2 separate regions of the Sus scrofa genome follow, and region 2 is linked to region 1. The links are chromatin contacts, called in public HiChIP or PLAC-seq maps. All regions are on one chromosome and are shown on one strand. The core of a region is the stretch at or near the end of the contact, and the rest is flanking DNA. Distances in the headings are between cores, read along the strand shown.

Region 1 (3,287 bases), core at 260-2,759:
ATTCAAGATTGTTGACTCCTCCCTTTTCCTCCACACTTCCAGGCTTTCCTTTATTGAGAATTTCCAGACAATGGAGTTTGCTTTTACTCCAGGCCAAGTTTCAAGACTTGTTAAGGCACCAGTCTTTGAGCTTCACTCCCAGGGGCCATATACTCAGCCATTCACGCTGCCTCCTAAGGCAGGCCAACGGCTGGAACACACTGCTAAATTTCAAGTTTTATCTTTTTCCCTGTCTTAGAATCCAGGGATGGGAGTAAGAAGAAAGGAGGGCAGAAGAGGCCCAAGCGAAAAAGCGATGGAGCATGAGGGGTTGTCTATCAAGGAGTGGTTGCCATCCAGTACACCACCTGGCCCAATCACAGAGCAAACATTCCAGAGTCCACAGCAACACCAGATCCCAGACGTGCCTGCAATCAACATCGCAGCTCATGGCAAACACTGGATGCTTAACCCGACTGAGGGCCTAAGGAGGGAAATTTCCCAGAAAAAAAAAAAAAAGGGGATTTGAGATTTGATGCTATCTTTGGCAATGTGCACAACTTTAAGAAGCAGGGTAAATAATGTAAGGAGGAAAGAAAGACAATTAGAAAATTCAAGAAGGGGGAGTTCCCGGCGTGGCGCAGTGGTTAACGAATCCGACTAGGAATCATGAGGTGGCGGGTTCGGTCCCTGCCCTTGCTCAGTGGGTTAACGATCTGGCGTTGCCGTGAGCTGTGGTGTAGGTTGCAGACGCGGCTCGGATCCCGCATTGCTGTGGCTCTGGCGTAGGCCGGTGGCTACAGCTCCGATTCGACCCCTAGCCTGGGAACCTCCATATGCCACAGGGGCGGCCCAAGAAATAACAAAAAAGACAAAAAAAAAAAAAAAAAAAAGAAAGAAAATTCAAGAAGGAATTCCCATGGTGGCTCAGCAGGTTAAGAACCTGACTAGTATCAAATGAGGAAGCAGGTTCAATCCCTGGCTTTGATCAGTGGGTTAACAATCCAGTGTTGCCTTGAGCTTCAGTTGAGGTCGAAGAATCAGCTTGAATCTGGAGCGGCTGTGGCTGTGGCTTGGTGTAGGCTGGTAGCTGCAGGTCCGATTGGTACCCTAGCCTGGGAACTTCCATATGCCAGGAAAAATTTTTTTTTTCAGGAAAAGTAAGCAGTTGACAAGAAAATCAATATAATAACAACATACATAGGATATGTTACTATCATTTATTGCATTAAGTATTGGGGAAAAGAAGGGAATGGGCTAGAAGTTAAATATCAAATAGACTAACAGGGTGCCCATAGTGTCTAAAATGAGTACAGGGAGTTCCCGTTGTGACTTGATGGTAAGGAATCTGACTAATATCCATGAGGACTTGGGTTTGATCCCTGGCCTCGCTCAGTGGGTTAAGGATCTGGTGCTGCTGTGAGCTGTGGTGTAGGTCGCAGATGCAGCTTGGATCTGGCGTGGCTGTGCCTGTGGCATAGGCCAGCGGCTGTAGCTCCGATTCAACCCCTAACCTGGGAGCCTCCATATGCCGAGGATGTGGCTCTAAAAAGACAGAAAAACAAACAAAACAAAAACAAAAAACCTCCCTCATTCCAATTCCAGCCTCATCAAGCACTTTCCTCCATCCGTGGCTCAAGTCCAGAGACTGAGCAAGCGGAGCTGCGGGTGGCTTCACAGCTGTGGGTGGGTTGGACTGCAAACCCACAGTACCTGGTCTCCATCTCTGCTGTCCCCACCTCCCCAGGGTTTGGCTGCAGAGGCTGGGGATGGCTTCTGGATCCTACCGCAAGGAGGTGTGGAGGGAAACTGGGATCCAAACCAAGCTCCCCAAAGCTAGGTCCTCTGTGGGTTCCAGAGTCCCCCTGATTGGCCGCGGTGCAGCATGGGCAGGGAGAGTGTTGGAAGCCTCCTGTCTGTCTATCTTTCTTTCCCTTTTAAGTTTTATTTTAAATTCTGTTGAAGTATAGATTGACAATATTGTGTTAAATTTGCTCTACAGCTAAGTGACTCAGTCACATACATGTATTTTTTCATAGTCTTTTCCATTATGGTTTATCACAGGATATGTAAGATAGTTCCCCGTCCACGTTTCTTGAAAGCTAGAAAGCTCCCCTCCGCCTCCTCTACTCCCTGCCGCCAGGCACTTCCCTCAAAACCCACCTGCGAGGCCATTGTATTTAAGGGCAAGTGAACGATGAAGCCAGAGAAGCCAGACCGGCGCCATGTTTGATAAGGTCAATGGGTGGCGCCCTTAAGGGCAACCAGTGGCAACTGAAGCCAGGAATATCGCCATATTTTCTGAAGGTACCTTCCGGGTCCCTCAACCCGGTTGTCTAAATCGAAGCTGCCCGTGAAGTGAATAAACACCGAGGGGGGTCTGTTTGTCCGCATCAGAATCCTGAATCCCAAACCGCCAGTCCTTGCTCCCTCAGTCCCTCGGCCGCGCTCGGAAGCCGAGGCTGGGCGGGGCCGGGTTCGGGAGCCCTTCCTGCGGACGACGAAAGCTGAGGCCGGGCGCGGGGACCAGGCGGCCGCTGCTCGGGGCTGGGAGGCCCCATGGCGCCGCCTCCGGCCCGGCTCCCGGTGCTGAGACCGGGGGATACTGGGCCGGGTTGCAAGAAGCCCGCGGCCGTGAGGTTCGCGGACGTGGCCGTGTATTTCTCCCCGGAGGAGTGGGGGTGTCTGCGGCCCGCGCAGAGGGCCCTGTACCGGGACGTGATGCGGGAGACCTACGGCCACCTGGGCGCGCTCGGTGAGGCCCCGGGTCAGAGCACCCCTCCACCTTCACTGGGGTTCAGAGGGGAGATGACATAAGAACCGAGAGGATCGTGAGCCCCGACCCCGCACTATTCCGCCAATGGCACCAGCCACCTCCCATCCCCCCAGCACTTCAGGCACCCTCTCCGAGTCCTTCCACCCGCACCCGCCCGCTTCGGGCAGGAGCCCTGCAGACCCACCCTGTCCAGGTTGAGCCTGAACTCCGAGGAGGTGCCCTCACCCTGACAGGGCAGCCTCTCAGGCCAGCACTGTGATCCCTGTTCTCTCCCAGGATTCCCAGGCCCCAAACCAGCCCTCATCTCTTGGATGGAACAGGAGAGTGAGGCTTGGAGCCCCGCCGCCCAGGATCCTGAGGAGGGGGAAAGCCTGGGAGGACCTCTGAGAGGTGAGGGATGGTCCCAGGTCTCCCCCGCCTGGCATTCCAGGGCTTCCTGTCTAGCAATGTTTTCTTTCAGATCGCCATCTGCAGCGTCCCTAAAGGAAAGAAAGAGCCGACCGAAGAGCCAACTCTTCTTTCCTATAGAGAA
Region 2 (2,926 bases), core at 131-2,630, 490 kb after region 1:
TCCCGGTTCTCCAGGCTCAGGCTGACTCCAGGGAGAGAATGAAGGGCTTCTGGGGCTGGAGGGGGTGGCTCGGTGCCCAGGGCTGGGGGCAGTGGGGGTAGAGGTGGGGGCGCAGCCAGAGGGCGGGGAGCAGCTTCAATCCCAGAGAGGAAGCAATCCAGTTTGGGAGGGTCCAGATCTGGAGATGGGAAGAGAATGAGGAGCCAGCCGAGGGCCACAGCCCCCCACCCCAATTCCTGCCCAGGAACTGCTCCCACCGCTCATGCTCACCCGGGTAGCGATAGCTCTCTGCCAGGGCAGGCGGGAAGCTGGAATCTGCCCCGGGCTGGGGGGGCCCAAGGCGGTAGCTGGGCCCCAGGGAGGGGTACAGCTCCCGTGGATGGTACATGGAGTAGTCCTGTCTGGCCTCAGGTCACGCTGCCTAGAGTGCCCCGGTGCTGAGAGATGCCCGCTTTATAGCTCACAGCTCAGCCCCTTCCAAACCCAGGATCACAGCCCCTCCCCTCTTTGGGGCCCTGGAGTTGGGCTGGGGTGGAGACCCCTGGGGCCTGGAAGGGGTCCAAGAGGGGGCCGGATACCTGGGTATCCTCCCTTTCTCCCCTCCCCACCCCCCTAGGCTTCATTAGCCCCGACCCCCTGCCCCCTCATTACATAATTAACTCCTCGGCCTGATTGATCCCCGGGGCTCGACAGGGACGCAGTTTGGCGCTTCCGGCCAGCTGGTCCCCGTTCCCACGGGGGGAGCCCCGGCTAGGGATAAGCTACTGAGAGGCGGGGCCTGGGCCCAGGGATGGAGCTCGGAGTCCTGGCACAGACCTTGGCGCCCCAGACTTTTTTGGCAGGTGACCCCTCCACCCTTCACCTGGAGGGTGAGATGTGGAGGAACGAAGCATGACTGGAGGGAAGGAGCAGGGCTGGAGGGACGCGGCCTGAGCTCACTGGGGAATTCGAGGAGTCCGCAGCTGAGGCCTGAACCCTGGCGTCCTTCTTGGTTCCCATTCCGAAAACCCTCCACCCTCGGCCGAGTCTCAGAAGTTTAAGAGACGCCCGCAGCTCGACGGTCTCTTGACGGCTAGCACCTGGGTTTCCCAGAAGGTCCCGCGCTGGGGAGTCCACGGAACTACACTTCCCAGCAGGCCTAGCGCCTGGGTTCCGCGCGAAGGAGACAGGCAGATGCCGCTGTGGCCGCTGGAAGTTGTAGTTGAGACGAGGAGGGCGGTGAAACCGGCGGCGCCGTTGCCTCCCGGGAGAGCAGCCCCTAGGCGGCGTCTGAACTCTTAGGCTGAGAAGATGCAGATCAGCTGAGGTCAATGCCTCACGAGCTAGAGTGGGCTCGGGGAATCTCCACCGGCAGTGAGGTCCTTCCTGGGTGCCAAGATAGCTGAGCCCCAGGTGCAAAGGTTCTCAGCTTTGACCGCCGTGCCTACCCCACCCGGGATCCAGAAGGAAATGGGTCTGTAGAGACAGGAGTCTGCATTTGAGTCCCCCCTTCCCGGATTCCACGTGAGCCTGGGCTGTCTCCACTTCATTGTTTTATTATGTACAAACGCTACAGAACAAGGGGAGCAGACACGCGTGGGGTAAGAGGGGCCCGGTGGGAGGAGAAGTTCACAGGGCAGATGGCGCACTGGGGCCAAGAGAGCAGCACACAGGCCATGTCTATAGGGCAGGCAGGGCAGGAAGGGGTTAAAAACGAGATCCAAGCCAGCCAGATCGCAGGGAGGTGCGGGGGTGTCGTCCACCTTGTCCACCTTCTGATCTCCCACCAAGGTCACAGTGCATGCAATAAAATATATGTACAGGATCCTTCCTCGGCAGGGGCCCTGAGGTCCAGAGCTCCCTTCGGATGGAGGCAAGCCCGTGGCGCCCCCTGGCGGCCAGGCCGGGCTGGAGCCACAGGCGTCAGGAGCCAGGGTCAGTCCCAGCCATTGTCTTTGATCATGTGGTTGAGTTCAATGATGTACTTCCCCTCTTTGTACTTCTGGCTGCTCTCGAAGGCCTGTTCCTGAAAGGAGGGGAGAGGCTGTCATGCTTGGAGCTAGGGCCTACCAAAAGGAGCAGGGGTTGGGGAATGGATATGATTTGGCCCTGTTTAACGTAGGAGGAAACTGTGACCCAGAGAAGCCCAACCACCTGCCCATAGACACAGAACTGGTAAAGGGCAGGGCTGGGCTTCCCACTGACAGCGGACAGACAGAACTCTCTGAATCACAGCTACTTTTTAATTACTAATGTTGGCTCCAACAGAAAGGATATGGAAGTTTCCAAAAGATCCAGGGATTACAAACTGGTAGCTTGAGGGCCATTTGGGGCCTATACCTATGTTTGGTTTGGCCAACAGAGAGTTTAATATAAAGAACTTTAGAATACTAAAATATGGGGCAGGCTGTGCTCGCTCCAGTTTGCCAGACTGCCCCCCTCCTCTCCAGATCTATGCTGCCCTTTTTTGCAGATCAATAGTATCTGCTTGGCCCTGCAAGCAGCTGAGTTTCTGATGTCTGGATGAGGCCATCTCTTTATTTTACAGAGGTTCAGAGGCCAAACCAGAGCACATTTGTGGCAGGGCCAGGGGTGAACTCAGGTCAGGGTTCTGTCTCTGCCTGGAGCATCTGTCTCACAGAGGCCCCACTCTTGTCCTTTGCGGTTTTCCAGCAGCATCTTCTTTTGCTGCATCTAATCTGATCCCCCTAACAATCTTGGGTGCCAGGTGGTGGCTTGATCCTCCACTGCCAGATAAGGAAATGAGACTCAGGGTAGTGAAATCAAACCCCGAACGGCAGCAGGGGGCAATGAGGGCAGTGGAGAAGGAGGCTCATGAACCCACCACGCTCCATGTTGCTGTGGGGCCTTGGGCAACTTCTCTGATCCTCTGAATGGCAACAGAAGCTGGGGAGCAAGGGTTTGGAGTTAAAAAAAAACAAGGGTT

What was found. HiChIP or PLAC-seq counts read pairs in DNA pulled down with a chosen protein or histone mark.
Region 2: a contact with region 1 is called in an H3K27ac HiChIP or PLAC-seq map of alveolar macrophages. The contact joins the promoter of TBX6 here to the promoter of ZNF688 in region 1. A contact is called at or near these places in 1 of 5 promoter capture datasets (liver) and 1 of 2 datasets of contacts at active chromatin or transcription factors (alveolar macrophages).

The regions. Positions count from the first base shown.
Region 1 is chr3:17,789,921-17,793,207 of Sscrofa11.1, forward strand. ZNF688 (zinc finger protein 688) reads left to right here and starts at 1,510. Exons shown (of 2, transcript XM_013992457.2): 1 at 1,510-2,734. The coding sequence starts at 2,539.
Region 2 is chr3:18,276,484-18,279,409 of Sscrofa11.1, forward strand. TBX6 (T-box transcription factor TBX6) reads right to left here and starts at 1,381. Exons shown (of 8, transcript XM_021088015.1): 1 at 863-1,381; 2 at 1-178. The coding sequence starts at 893. YPEL3 (protein yippee-like 3) reads right to left here. Exons shown (of 5, transcript XM_021088027.1): 5 at 1,516-2,005. The coding sequence ends at 1,916.